2 separate regions of the Sus scrofa genome follow, and region 2 is linked to region 1. A link is a contact called in public HiChIP or PLAC-seq data. All regions are on one chromosome and are shown on one strand. The core of a region is the stretch at or near the end of the contact, and the rest is flanking DNA. Distances in the headings are between cores, read along the strand shown. Region 1 overlaps CEP192 (centrosomal protein of 192 kDa). Region 2 has its middle 33 kb from the start of CEP76.

Region 1 (7,154 bases), core at 2,706-5,205:
TGAAATATGAGATGTGTACACACAACAGTGACTCTGAGAGTTAACACACAGTAGCTGACTTCAGAACCTTTGGTGAAATACGAGAGGTGTACACATGACGGCCACAGTAGCTGGCTTCAGAATGCCTGTTCTGTACATTTTATTTTGAACTGTCACGGTATTAAGTTTCTTGTGATTTGTCATACTGGTTAATGTGAAAGCATATCATTACAAAGATCATTATAAAGTTCACTTTGCCTTTGAGACATATTAAGAAATGTTCTTAATTTTACAGGCTAATGTTGCAAATGACTAGTTTGTAAAATAAATCATTCCTGTGTATAAAGCAGCAAAACTTAATATGGACTGTTTGGTCTTTTTTTTTTTTTTTTGTTTTAAAGGAGACTGCCTCTTTTACTGCTTGGAATTACTGTTTAAAACTTTTGTAATTATTGTCCAAGTAGATTCTTTAATAAAATATATTTTTAAAGATATGAATCTGTTGCCTTATAAAAATAGAATGTATCCTATTTGATGGTTGGTAATGCTTTTATCTTCTTAAAATATCACGTTGCTAAAACAAACAAAAAATCCAAACAAATTAAGGGCTAATCATGGCATTTATTTAGAAAGGAGAAAGTTATATGTAGACTAACATCTAGAACTGAAAAATGTCCGCTTTCAATCTAATATACATTAGATTGTATTCTAAAATGGTATTTTATTTTTTTGCTTTTTAGGGCCTCATTCACAGCATATGGAGGTTCCCAGGCTAGGGGTCCAATAGAAGCTATAGCTGCTGGCTTACACCACAGCCACCACAACGCCAGATCCGAGCCACATCTATGACCTGTACCACAGCTCATGGCAACGCCAGATCCTTAAGCCACGGAACAAGGCCAGGGATGGAACCCACAACCTCATGGTTCCTAGTCAGATTTGTTTCTGCTGAGCCATCACAGGAACTCCCCTAAAATGATATTTTAAAATCTGAAATCAGAATATACTTGACAATGACTGATAAAATGATTAAAACTGTGGGACTAGTAATATTTCAGTTTTCTCAGGAATTCTCATGGCTAGAGAAAGATGTAATTGGAACAGCATGTCTGTAAGCTAATCACACATAGATATAGTTGTAAATGTATATTATAACTTATAACCCAATTTTCTTTTCTTTTCTTTCTTTTTTTTTTTGTCTTTTTGCCTTTTCGCCTTTTCTAGGGCTGCTCCTGTGGCATATGGAGATTCCCAGGCTAGGGGTCGAATTGGAGCTGTAGCCGCAAGCCTACGCCACAGCCACAGCAACACGGGATCCGAGCCACGTCCGCGACCCACACCACAGCTCGCGGCAACGCCGGATCCTTAACCCACTGAGCAAGGCCAGGGATCAAACCCACAACCTCATGGTTCCTAGTTGGATTTATTAACCACTGCACCACGACGGGAACTCCCTAACCTAATTTTCAAAGACTCTTTCCTATCAGTGTCATAACCCTTGAGCAAAGGATAAATAGCTTCTAAGATACATTTTAAGGAACATGTGAGTTTTGTATGTCTAGTAATTTAAATGTTTTGTATGTAGAGTTATCTTAGCATTCCAATGTAAGAAAAAAGCTCTTTCTAAATAATTTTCAAAGGTCTTCATTCTGTTAAAGAATATGTTTAAGACTAGTGGACTTGTCTAGTTTCATAGTAACAAGGATCTCACTTTAAGCTGGGATCTAGCTCAGGATTAGGATTCCAGGTCTTTGAGATTTCCAATCATAGAGGCACCTGGGATAGGATGGTAGAATGAGTTGACACAGACTCTTCAATTCAGTGAATATTGGGCATCTTGTATAAGATACTGAGTCAAATAATCAGAGATATGTAAAAGGAGGTAGTTTGTATACATTCACTCTGATGGAAGAAGGCATTTACAGAATTTACAAGGGGGTAATGAGGATTCAGCTTCATAGTAAAGGTTGAGCAGTACAGTAGGCATTACATTGATTTATTGGAGCCAGCAGGGTTTGGAAGGGATGTGACATCTCACGGAGAAAGGTAGAGTCCAGGGAGATGGTCCAAACCCAGAACAGGATGGGGTGTGTTCAGGCAGGAGGATGTGAGTATTAGTCTCATGAAAGAATAAGATTCATCTGGGGAGCAAGTGAGATTTACATTGTAGAAGGTGTCTGTGGTTGACATGTTACCACTCAAAACAGTTGGTAAAGGGGAGTTATGGGAGACACCTGCCTTTTCCTCCCTGGATAGGTGTTACTTCTAACTCCCTGGGAGGTACCTGTGGCCATGGGGCTGCTTCAAGCTCTACTTGAATGTGGAGATGGGAATTCACTGGGAGTTCTTCGTCTTCAGCTGGCAAGTGAAGTTGGATATGTTAGTTGAGTACTTCCTTCTATAGGCCAATATTGTAGATGCCTTATGCAACTTAACTGGTTTAATCCTCAACCAAACCTTGAGGACACCTGCAGCTTAAAGCTGCGTGAGGCTGCACAGCATAGGCAGTGAGAACACTGAGATTTGAGCAGATTTAGGCAGTCTGGTGTCAAGAGTCTAGGTTCTTGTCCCACAGATACTTTGGGATCATGGTCGGGTTGCTGGGTGTTTCGGGGAGAGCTCTGGTCACTTGATCTTTATGAAGGATGGTAAGCTGCAACAGGGTGGAGCATGGACACATTCCAGCAGTTCACCACCAGCATGTGGCCATGGTGTAGGTAGAGGGCTGCTCGTTATACAAAAATAGCATCCTTTCAGCTCTAGCGCTAAACATTTGGATTATTTTTCAAGATTCAGAAAATCTTGGCAGTGCTTCTTTGCCTGCCTGCTTGTGTCTCTCACAAGCATCCTATTTTAATAAATCTATTTCTGGCCTATCAAAAATATTTGAGATTTTCTCCACTTAATCTTTGTTCATTGAGTGTGGACAGAGGTAGAAGAGGGGGGTAGTTAAATGTCAAGGCTGGAAGATTTCAAGAAGAGATGTCAAGAGAACTGCGGAGATGTCACTGACTCTGACATTTGTGGAAGTAGTGTTTGGGGCCAAGCCAGCCAGAAAACATGGAATGAGTGGTGTAAGATGTGAGAGGAGTTGATTAAGGGTAGGAAAGACAGAATGATTTTTGTGAGATGAAACAATTAAGGAAGGGTAGGTGTTTTGCTTCGTTTTTAAGATGGAGAGATGCAGCATTTCCAAAGGCAGAGAGAGAGCAAAACAGTGACGATGGCCTGCAGGAATGGTAATTGGGCAATATTTTGGAGGAGATAGAAAGTCATGTGATTAACATGTCTTTCCCCACCAGGCTAAAATTAGGAATAGGGACTGTTAAAGTCAACTTTTTCCCCCCATTCTCTCCCAAATGTGCAGCGTCAATATTCATAACCGGTTGAATGAAGTTTAGGAGTTTACTTTGGAAAAGAGGGACTGTGTGGAAGAAATTCTGAGATAAAGCGAAGTGGTTTGAGTAAAGCTGAGCAGCAGTAAGGTTTCAGTTAGGGCTTCGTGCTGAGCAGGTGTTGGTGATGAGATTCGTGGCTAAGGAGGACGGGAAAACGTAGGAAGGTAATTAGGGATGGATGGTCTCACCCCTTTCCACCCAGACCAACCTTACTGCGCTGTAACAACGACTCGGTGTAGCGCGGACCCGGGGATGACTTAAAACCGTAGCTGCAACCGTGTAAACGTGCGGCAGATGACCGCACATTTCACGTCCGTTCCTGTAGGGACAGAGTGCCGACACTTCCGAGGTCGGGGTGTGTCAGGTGACTTGTCCACCCGAAATACTGTAGTACACACAAGGTGAGAGACCGCGCCCGGGTGTCCCGGGTAAGGGAGGGCGGTCTTCTCCAGTGGGCGTGGCTCTCAGGGCGGTGCCTTCAGGCTGGAGTAAGACTTCAAGCTTCAAATCCGGGCGCGCACCCTCGTCCAATCAGCGCGCTCGTCACTTTGCGCTGTCCAATCCAAAGCCCGCTTGGTGTCCCCGCCCCTCGCCTCGTGCCGCGAACCGACGTAAACCCGAGGGGCGCGCGGTACGGCCTAACCCGGCGGCCGCAGTGGGGGACGGGCGCACGCGCACTTTCGATGCTCTCGGACACCGGACGCCCCCTCCTCCGCGAACTTTGAACTTGCTCGGCCTTTGCTTCCCGCTACGCGGGCTCGGTGGAGGGGCGGCGGCGACTTGTGCTGATGTGAGGGCCGGGCCTCCGGACTCGGGTCTCGTTTCTGTTGCCCGGTCCCGGGTCTCCCCTCCCTCATACGCCCCCCCGCTCGCGGGCCCGGCGGGCGGGGGTCACGCGCTGCTGACCGGCGGGTCCCGCTGCGGCCCCGCGGATCGTTTCTTGGAAAAACGGGAAAAGAGACAGTGTTTGACGTCACTCTGCTTTTTTTCTCCCGACTGCAGACTTTGTTTGCTGAAGCATGAGGTCCCCTTCGAGGCGGTCGCCTGGAGGACAGCTGTTTTCATGACAGTGTTTTCACTCGCTGTTACCATTTTGAGGTCGTTCGACTGGAGTTTTTACTGCCCCAAAATAAACTCTTTCTCCGGATTTCAAGTTTTAGGGCAAAGATTACGGTAAGCTTTGAAAACTGCTATACCAAATGCCTACCTAGTTGTAAAGAGTGCCCTAGGATTTTGGGGAGGTTTGACTTTGCCTTTGTTCTGCAGCATATGCTTTTGAATGTGTTCACTTATAAACGTAGGCTTCCAGTCGACTACAGCAAATGATATTTTATATATCCACGCCCGAAATTAAAGTAATTAAATGAGTACACTCAAGCATGAAAATTGAGGTTGCTGCTTTAAGCAAAAATCAAGAGAAATCCCAAACATGGTTACTTAGTTCAGACATAGTCAAGGGAAGTATAACATTGTGTTGTGTTAATACTTAAGGTGATTGAGGAGGGCTGGTAATGCAATAGGGACGAGTTAGGGGATTTTCCTTTCTAGGAAAGCTCTAGGAATGTGGGGCAACATGGATGGCTTAGAGCGAGCGTAATTCTTTCTGGGAAAGAGAGACTGGGTATTAGATTGCATCTTGAGGAATCTTCCACTGGATTGTGTTACTGTTTGCATGCTCAGCAAAGCTCTACTGGAGCACTTTAGGTGTGTCGTAAGTGATAGGGGTTGTCAGCTTCCTTAGGGGAGCTGCCATGTATGTTGCTTCATGCAGAGGGTCTTTCATAGTTTGTGTTTGATAATGATTGTTGCACGAATGATCTTTGCTTAATATCTGATTTTCTTGGATTTGAATCCTAAAGAGGGATGGTAACCCTTAAAGAGATTGGTGTATATTTGGACAGGGTGTATGTATTTGTAAATGAATGAGTGACTTAGTAAGCACAAGACTAGATGCAGGAGGCTAGTTGGAAGATTTGTGCAGTAGTTTAAGGAGTGACATACAGGCAAGGCCTCTGCTCTTAGGGAGCAGTCTTTTTAGTGGAAGAAGACAGACCAACATGGACAGTGATAAATGCTGGAAGAAATTAAAATGATCGTGGCAAACCGTGGGGCCACTTTGACTTCCTGATAGGGGGTCACCTCGCTTAGAAGGTGACGTTTACCTTGAGGTGAATGTTGGGAAGGAGCCAGCTGTGCAGGTATTTACAAGCGTATTCCAGGCCCCAAGGTAGGGATGGGTTTGGCTCTTGCAGGAATGGAAAAACTAGTGTGTGGTGAGTGAGGCTGGGTGGGCGGGAGAGGAGGTGCCTCACTGAAGTTGTCAGGAAGGTACGGTTCCAGATTCACATGTAATGGCCCCTTTGCCAGTGGAGAAGGAATTGTAGGGTAAGACTGGAAGCGTGGAGGCTGGTTAGGAGGCTTTTCAGTAGGGCAGGGTAGTTGTAGCAGAGACAGATGTGGAATGATTCAGGGTGTGTTTTCAATGTAGACATGCCTTGCCCTCAGGAATGGGCTCCACTAGATGTGTTTTATTTGGCAACGATGATTTCACTGAATTTAAATAGGTTCACATGCATCTGTAGCTTCACTTGGTCTTAGTGTCTGTCAGTGTGTTTGCGTAAAGGCACTGAGTTTGAGATCTCTTCATTTAAGGCGAGGGCTGCATGATGGAGCTGAGGTCCAAGTTCTGGGCATTCCCAGCAAGTAAGGTGAGGATGGAGGGAGGGGAGAAAGGCTGACTTTCTCAGGAGACAGGAAGCCAGGGGAGAGTTCTCAGCTAAGGAGTGATGGCCTTTGACTTGTCCGGCAGGATCACTGGAGTGTAAGGGGTGAGGGGGTGTCTTGGGAGGAGGAGGAGGAGAGGCAGGGAGGCTTCTTGGAAGTAGCAAGAAACCACATGGCTGTTGGGAGTTGCTGAGGGGTTGCATGTAGGGTGTGTGTGTGGTTTTTGGTCTGAGCACCTGGTGAATGGGGTCGTCATGGCTCCATGGGAACGACTGAAGAGCAAGCTTTTTTGCAGGGGTTCCAAGGAGATGGAATCAAGACTGACGTTAGGGGTGCTTGTTAGAAATCCAAGTGACAATGTCAGGTGGGTAGGGCAGGGCAAAGGCCCCAGGCTGAAGATGGACCTGTCCTGTGGCTTTGGCATCTGGAAGCTGAGGGCAGTCATGCAGAGACGGTGGGCAGGTGGGAGAGACCCAGGAGCATCCCAGGAGCCGTCACTGGCCGGGGTTGCAGGAGAGCAGGAGGCACCCTCCAAGGACCAAGACGCAGTGGGTGAAGCCCCGAGCCCAACAGCTATGAGTCAGAAACCAGGTGAAGGAAGTTTCTGAGAAGAAGGAGTGAGAATTCAGTTGTGTTGGGTCAGAGGGGGAGGTCTGAAAATTGACCTGGGGTTATGGGGCTGTGTAGCAGGGAGGGCAGTGGTGATGTTGACAGATGTTTGGTGGGGTGGTGGCACAAAGCCAGCCTGGAGTGGAGCTGGGTGGGCAGAGCTGATTCCTCCTGGAGGTCTGTGTGGGAAGGCAGCGCAGATGGGGCAGCAGTAGCTGCAGGGGTGGCAGGGTCTGAGCTGGAGGAGGGCTTCCTTAAAGGTGGGAGAATGAGCAGTGTTGAGGGAAAGACCGCAGAGCTGGGGTGCTGGCAGGAGGGGGCAGTGCTGGAATCCTTAACCCACTGAGCAAGGCTAGGGATTGAAACCCACATCCTCATGGATTCTCACTTGGGTTCGTTACCCCGAGCCACAATGGGAACTCCTTACTCGTCCTGTTTTGTTTT
Region 2 (7,154 bases), core at 1,569-4,068, 150 kb before region 1:
ACAGCTCTGGAGGTACAAGTCAGAAGCAAGGTATCCACAGGGCCGAGCTCTCTCAGCAGGCTCTGGGGCAGGACTATCCTGCCCTCCAGCCTGTGCAGTGGCTTCGCTTTTCCTGGTGGTCTCCCCTCTGTGTGTCTCCTCTTTTCATGACGACACTGGTCAGACTGGATGAAGGGCCCACCTCCTGCAGGCTGGCTTCATCTTCACTGCAGTGACCCTGCTTCTAATTAGGGGCCTGGGGGTGACCCTGCCCAACCTCAGGAGTCTGACACATCCGTTGGGCCAGCCTGACCCAGTGGGTCATTCCTGCTGCATTTAGGTTTCCTCCAGGGCAAGGTTGTCCCCCAGAAGGATTGAAATGAGATGTAAGCAGACTCAACCCAGGCCTGGAGCTGCAGCTTCCAGAGGTGCAGCAGGTGCATCTGAAGACGGTCTCTGAACCCACTGCTTTGCCTCTTCACATCAGCTTTGAGGACAAGCAAGTTCAGATTTTTGCAACTTTTAAAATACGAAGTATTTTGGTTCTAGAGTTCATTTGCTTAGCTGCTTGGGAAGAAGTTAATGTCACGCTGACGCTGGGGCCAGGCCAGAGAGAGCAGATCACACCTTGCACAAATATTTGGGTTTAGGACTAGCAAAAAGCATCCATTTGTGAAACTGAATAGGAAGCGATTTTACTTTCAAATACGCAATGTCCTCTGTGAAATAAGACTGCCTGGCCACAAAAACTAAAAGGTTATTACCTTTGATTTTGCATCTGTCACTGAGTTTCTCAGTTATTTTTTTTAATATCAGATTTACAAGGTCCAGGAATTTTACTTATTTATTTATTTATTTTTGCTTTTTAAGGTCGCACCTGCGGCATAGGGACGTTCTCAGGCTAGAGGCTGAATCAGAGCTGCAGCTGCAGGCCTACGCCACAGCCACAGCAACAGGGGATCCGAGCCATGTCTGTGACCTACACCACAGCTCATGGCAACACTGGATCCCTGACCCACTGAGTGAGGCCAGGGATCGAACCCACCCACTCATGGGTCCTGGTCGGATTCATTTCAGCTGTGCCACAAAAGGAACTCCTAGAAATTTTATTTAATGCAAAGGATTATCTCTGGTCCCTTTTTTTTTTTTTTTTTTTTTTGTCTTTTTGCCATTTCTCGGGCCGCTCTCGCGGCATATGGAGGTTCCCAGGCTAGGGGTCAAATCAGAGCTGTAGCCACTGGCCTACACTAGAGCCACAGCAACGCGGGATCCGAGCCACGTCTGCAACCTACATCACAGCTCACGGCAACGCCAGATCCTTAACCCACTGAGCAAGGGCAGGGACTGAACCCACAACCTCATGGTTCCTAGTCGGATTCGTTAACCACTGCGCCACGACAGGAACTCCTCTGGTTCCATTTAAGTGGAACCAAATGACATGATGATATGAACCCAGTACCAGAAGAGTACATAGTCGTCAGCAGATGTCCCCACCTGCCCTGCACCCCACTCCCACTGAGCCCTTCTCCAAGGAGCACCCCTGATACTGTGATCTTCTCTTTCAGACCTTTAACACGAATGGAAAAGCTACTTATGTTTCTGCGTGCTAGTGAGTGTGTGCTGGTGCTTATTTATTTATACAAAAGTGTATTCGAATCATATATATTTTGGGACAACTCGTTATTTTTCTTTTTTTTTTTTTTTTTTTTTGTTTTTTGTTGTTGTTGTTGCTATTTCTTGGGCCGCTCCTGCAGCATATGGAGGTTCCCAGGCTAGGGGTCGAATCGGAGCTGTAGCCACCGGCCTACGCCAGAGCCACAGCAACGCGGGATCCGAGCCGCGTCTGCAGCCTACACCACAGCTCACGGCAACGCCAGATCGTTAACCCACTGAGCAAGGGCAGGGGCCGAACCCGCAACCTCATGGTTCCTAGTCGGATTCGTTAACCACTGCGCCACGACGGGAACTCCTCGTTATTTTTCTTAATGAAGCAATACATCATGGACACATTGACACCCAGTGTTCCAGTCTGACTCTCCAACTATTTATTTAGTCTATGCTCCTCTCGAGGGACATTTAAGTGTCAACAATTTTGGAACGCCTCGTTTTAAATGGGAGTTTTTAGCTGACAATACCCTTTTGTTAGCAGTAGCTTTGGTTCAAGCTCTTTAAAAGAATCTGGAAAAATGAATTGGGGTGTAGCCATAAAGGACCTCCTTAAAGGAACAAGGACAACTTTTTGCAGTTTCTCCGTCATCAGTTTTATCGTTGACACTAACATTAACAAAATATTAAAGAGTAAAAAGCAAAGGGAACATCTGGTTTTCAGCCCAGCATGTAAGGAGCTTGGATGTTGTCACTGTGTCCTAACAACAAAGAAAAAGATAAACAAACTGAAAAATGAACGACTCTTTTTAGTGGGGTCACAGGGTAAACGGCAGATACACAGACTCACAATTTACCAGATTGGAAGCCCACGTGCAGAAGTTCCCGCAGCAGGAAGACCCAGACAGCAACTCCTGGAGGCTCGGGGTGGACAAGGCTGACAGTGACAAGGTCCAGGTCCCCAGGTCGGGGGAGGGGGGAGAGGGAAGGGGCACATACTTGTGAGTTTTATCTCCAGGAGCTCGACCAGAGAAAAACTCTCATGTTTCTGCCGGGGGAGGGGAAAGCAACTTTAGGGTTCACCAGAGCCCTCTGTCCTTCTGAACAAGGTCTGACCTCAGTAGAAACTCTTCCCAGAGCCGAATCCGCTGGGGTTTTATCAGAGCCTCCTCTACCCAGAAGAAGGGAAGTATACAACCCCAGCCCATGGCAGCCGTCTCATCTTTCCTAACAGTGTGAGGTCAGGGGGCGGGGAACAAGGACCACTTGTGAAGGACACAGCCCAGGGCACAGGCTCACCATAGTTGGGATGCCTCCCTACCCCTCATCCCCTCATCCCACCACTACAGGCTTCTTTATCGCAGTTCCTTTACCCAGAACATCACATCCTGTTGTAAAGGGAAATTAGAAAGCACACCAAAGGCAAAACACATAATTTGAAGAGACAGAGCCAGCTTTAGAACCAGACGTGGAAGGGATGTTGAAATGACCAGACTGCGAATTTAAAACAACTAGGATGAAGACAAGGGCTCTAGGAGTTCCTGTCGTGGCTCAGTGGTTAACAAATCCGACTAGGAACCATGAGGTTGTGGGTTCGATCTCTGGCCTTGCTCAGTGGGTTAAGGATTCAGCGTTGCCGAGAGCTGTGGTGTAGTTTGCAGATGAGGCTCAGATCTGGCATTGCTGTGGCTCTGGCATAGGCCGGTGGCTACAGCTCCAACTAGACCCCTAACCTGGGAACCTCCACATGCTGCAGGTGCGGGCCTCAAAAGACAAAAGACAGGAAAAAAAGTATAAACTTCTAGTTAAAAAACAAATGTCATAGTGATGTCATGTACAGCACAGGGAATACAGTCAATAATGTAATAACTCTGTATGATGACTAATGGTTATTAGACTTACCATGATGACCAATTTGTAGTGCATATAAATGTCAAATCACCATGTTGTACATCTCAAACTAATATAAAATTGTATGTCAACTACACTTCAATGAAAACAAGTTTTAATGGAGTTCCCTGGTGGTGCAGTGGGTTAAGGATCTCTAGCATTGTCATTGCAGTGCCTTGTGCTGCTGCTGTGGTGCAGGTTCCATCCCTGGCCTGGGAAGTTCCGCATGCAGCCAGTGTGGCCCCCCTAAATTTTTTGTCTTTTTCAGAGCCACACCTGTGGCTATGGAGGTTCCCAGGCTAGGGTCGAATCAGAGTTACAGCTGCCGGGCTATACCACAGCCACAGCAATGCGGGATCCGAGCCACGTCTATGACCTACACCACAGTTCATGGCAATGCCGGATCCTCAACCTACTGAGTGAGGCCAGGGATTGAACTAATGGATACTAGTCAGATTTGTTTCTGCTGAGCCATGGAAAAAAAAATTTTTTTAAGGAAATCCAGGAGTTCCCGGTGTGGCACAGTGGTTAATGAATCCGACTAGGAGCCATGAGGTTGTGGGTTCGATCCCTGGCCATGAGCTGTGGTGTAGTTTGCAGACGAGGCTCAGATCTGGCATTGCTGTGGCTCTGGCATAGGCCGGTGGCTACAGCTCCGATTCGACCCCTAGCCTGGGAACCCATATGCCACAGGTGCGGCCCCAGAAAAGGCAAAAAAAAAAGAAAAAAAGAAAAAAAGAAAGAAAGAAAGAAAGAAAATCCAAGAAATGTGAGACAACTACAAGAGGTATAAGGGTATAAGATATGCAAAATGGGAATACCAGAAGGTGAAGTAAGAGAAAAAGGGAAATAAATATTTGAAGCAATTACGACTGAGGGACTTTCCGTTGTGGTGCAGTGGTAATGGGGAAGCTGACTAGTATCCGTGAGCACGTGGGTTTGATCCCTGGCCTCATTCAGCAGATTAAGGATCTGGCATTGCTGGGAGCTGTGGTGTAGGTTGCAGATGTGGCTTGGATCCCAAGTTGTTGCTGTATCTCTGACGTAGGCCTGCAGCTGTGGCTCCGATTCGACCCCTAGCCTGGGAACTTCCATATGCTGTGGGTGCTGCCTTAAAAGACAAAACAAACAGAGAAGAAAAAAAAAAAAAAAAAAAAAGACAGCAGACATTACCTCACTCTGGTCAGAATGTCCATCATCAAAAAGTCTACAAATAATAAATGCTACAGAGGGTGTGGAGAAAGGGGAATTTTCCTTTACTATTGGTGGGAATGTAAATTGGTGCAGCTTGCAGGATCCAGGGTGGGAAAAAAACCCTCTCTGCCAAATACCACTGATGTGCTCTGACCAATGATTGCTTCTTCTGATCACAGAGATGCACACAAACAGGTGGATGGTCAAGTTTTTGCATATTCCTCTGTTACTGCAAGTGAATTTGAGGGGATTTAAAGGGCTGGTGCCATTTGTTTCCCCTTCATTTTACTCTTTCCTTTTGGGAACCAAACATTAAAGTCTAGGTCGATCAGAAGCAACCACATATATGGGGGAAATTAACAAATCACCATCGTGCAAAGAGAAAGGCATGGGCTAAAAAAAGACCTGAAATGACCTCAATTTACACCTCAGGCTGATCTGTGGCACAGAGACAGCCTACAACAATCAAAAATAAGGAAGGGATGGAGAGAGAAAGAGAGAGAGGAAAAAAGGATAGAGAAGAAAAGAAAATGAAAATCCTGGAGTTTCTGTCATGGCTCAGCGATAATGAACGTGACTAAGATCCAGGAGAATGTGGGTTCAATCCCTGGCCTTGCTCAGTGGGTTAAGGGCTGGTATTGCTGTGAGCTGTGGTGTAGGTCACAGACGTGGCTCAGATCTGGCGTTGCTGAGGCTGTGGCTGTGGCCAGCAGCTGCAGATCTGATTTGACCCCTAGGTCGGGAACTTCCATATGCCACTGGTGTGGCTCCAAAAAGCAAAAAAAAAAAAAAAAAAAAAAAAAAAAGGAAAGAAAGAAAATGAAAGTCCTGAAGATGGGGGGAGGGAGAGATTCTGATTTCCAGATGTACTGCATTATTAGATTCAAATGTCTAGTTTTCAACAAAGAACCTGGATGGCAGATCCACTTGACAAAGTCTTTAAAACAACTGTCCTAAAGATGCCAAGGAATGAAAAGATGTGAAGTCAAGAAAATGATGCAGGAACAAAATGGATAGAGAAGAACCTGAAAGAAACCAAGAAGAAATTCTCCAGCTGAAAAGTAAAATAACTGAAATGAAAATTTCACTACAGGGATTCAGGGGCATATTTGAATAAGCAGAAGAATCAGCGAACTTCACGACAGGACAACTAAATCCTGGGTCTGTGGAACAGAAAGCAAAAAGATTGGGGCAAAGTAAGATCCAAATGGCCAAACAGCACATGAAAAGATGCTCAACACTGGGGAGATACAAATCAAAGGTATCATTTCCCACTCACTAGGATGCCTACCTTAAAGAAAAAAGCAGAAAATCATGTGTTGGTTAGGATGCTGACACTGGAACACTTGAGCACTCTTGGGAGAAATGTAAAATAGTACAAGTGGTGTGTAAAACAGACTGGGAGGTCATTAAAAAAATTATAAATAGGGAGTTCCGGCTGTGGCACAGCAGCTTAAGGATCTGGCATTGCTCCAGCTGAAGTGTAGGTCCCTGGCCTGGGAACTTTCATATACCATGGGTGCAGCAAAAAGAAAAAAAAAGTTAAAAATAGAATTATCATATGATCCTGCAATTACACTTATGAGGATATACTGAAAAGAACCGAAAGCAAAATCTGGACACCCATGCCAACTGAAAGCAGCATTATTTGCAATTGTTAAAATGCGGAAGCACCCAAGTGTCACTAATGGATGAACAAAATATGTATGTATATGTAATAGATTTTTTTTTTTTCTTTTTAGTTGGACTCTTAACCTGCTGAGCCTAGTCAGGTTCATTAACCGCTGAGCCACGATGGGAACCCCTGTTTGTCATTCTTTCTGCCCACGCCGCCCTGGAGAAGGTGCCCCGAGTCCCATCCCTGCAGATGGACGCTGCCTTCCTGTCATGTGATGCTGTCTCAGGAGCTGGAGGTACATCACTCCAGTCACGGCCCAGGTCATGCTACCAAAGTAACACAACATACGGGAGAAGCCCATCAGTGCAGATTCACAGGATTGGCTCCGAGCATGCAGGTTTGGGTAGAGATGTGGAAGGTTAATGACGCAAGAAAGCACGGAGAAATGTTGAGAAACAGCCTCAGAGTCAATATTCTCAGGCAAGGCATCGGCTCAGATGCTACCTTTTCTTCAAAAATCTGCTTTACATTCCATAAACATGACTAGTGTCCCTTTATTTTATTTTTTATTTTTTATTTTTTTTGTCTTTTTGCTATTTCTTGGGCCGCTCCCTTGGCATATGGAGGTTCCCAGGCTGGGGGTCTAATCGGAGCTGTAGCCACCGGCCTACGCCAGAGCCACAGCAACGCGGGATCCGAGCCGCGTCTGCAACCTACACCACAGCTCACGGCAACGCGGATCCTTAACCCACTGAGCATGGCCAGGGATCGAACCCACAACCTCATGGTTCCTAGTCAGATTCGTTAACCACTGAGCCACCACGGGAACTCTGACTAGTGTTCCTTTAGAATGCCCTCGGCCGGCATC

Evidence for each region. HiChIP or PLAC-seq counts read pairs in DNA pulled down with a chosen protein or histone mark.
Region 2: a contact with region 1 is called in an H3K27ac HiChIP or PLAC-seq map of alveolar macrophages. The contact joins two enhancer-like sites. A contact is called at or near these places in 2 of 47 Hi-C or Micro-C datasets (embryonic fibroblasts and epiblast stem cells) and 1 of 2 datasets of contacts at active chromatin or transcription factors (alveolar macrophages).

What each region holds. Positions count from the first base shown.
Region 1 is chr6:96,704,017-96,711,170 of Sscrofa11.1, reverse strand. CEP192 (centrosomal protein of 192 kDa) reads left to right here. Exons shown (of 54, transcript XM_021096019.1): 9 at 4,380-4,550. Among named protein-coding and RNA genes, the nearest start is that of CEP192, 26 kb to the left of the region's middle. Within about 2 kb of position 3,955, at least 62 of the 83 cell types and tissues checked have an H3K27ac peak or open chromatin away from gene starts, as enhancers often do. A contact at or near this core is called in alveolar macrophages, where this site is marked.
Region 2 is chr6:96,856,810-96,863,963 of Sscrofa11.1, reverse strand. No RefSeq gene overlaps it. Among named protein-coding and RNA genes, the nearest start is that of CEP76, 33 kb to the left of the region's middle. Within about 2 kb of position 2,818, at least 16 of the 83 cell types and tissues checked have an H3K27ac peak or open chromatin away from gene starts, as enhancers often do. A contact at or near this core is called in alveolar macrophages, where this site is marked.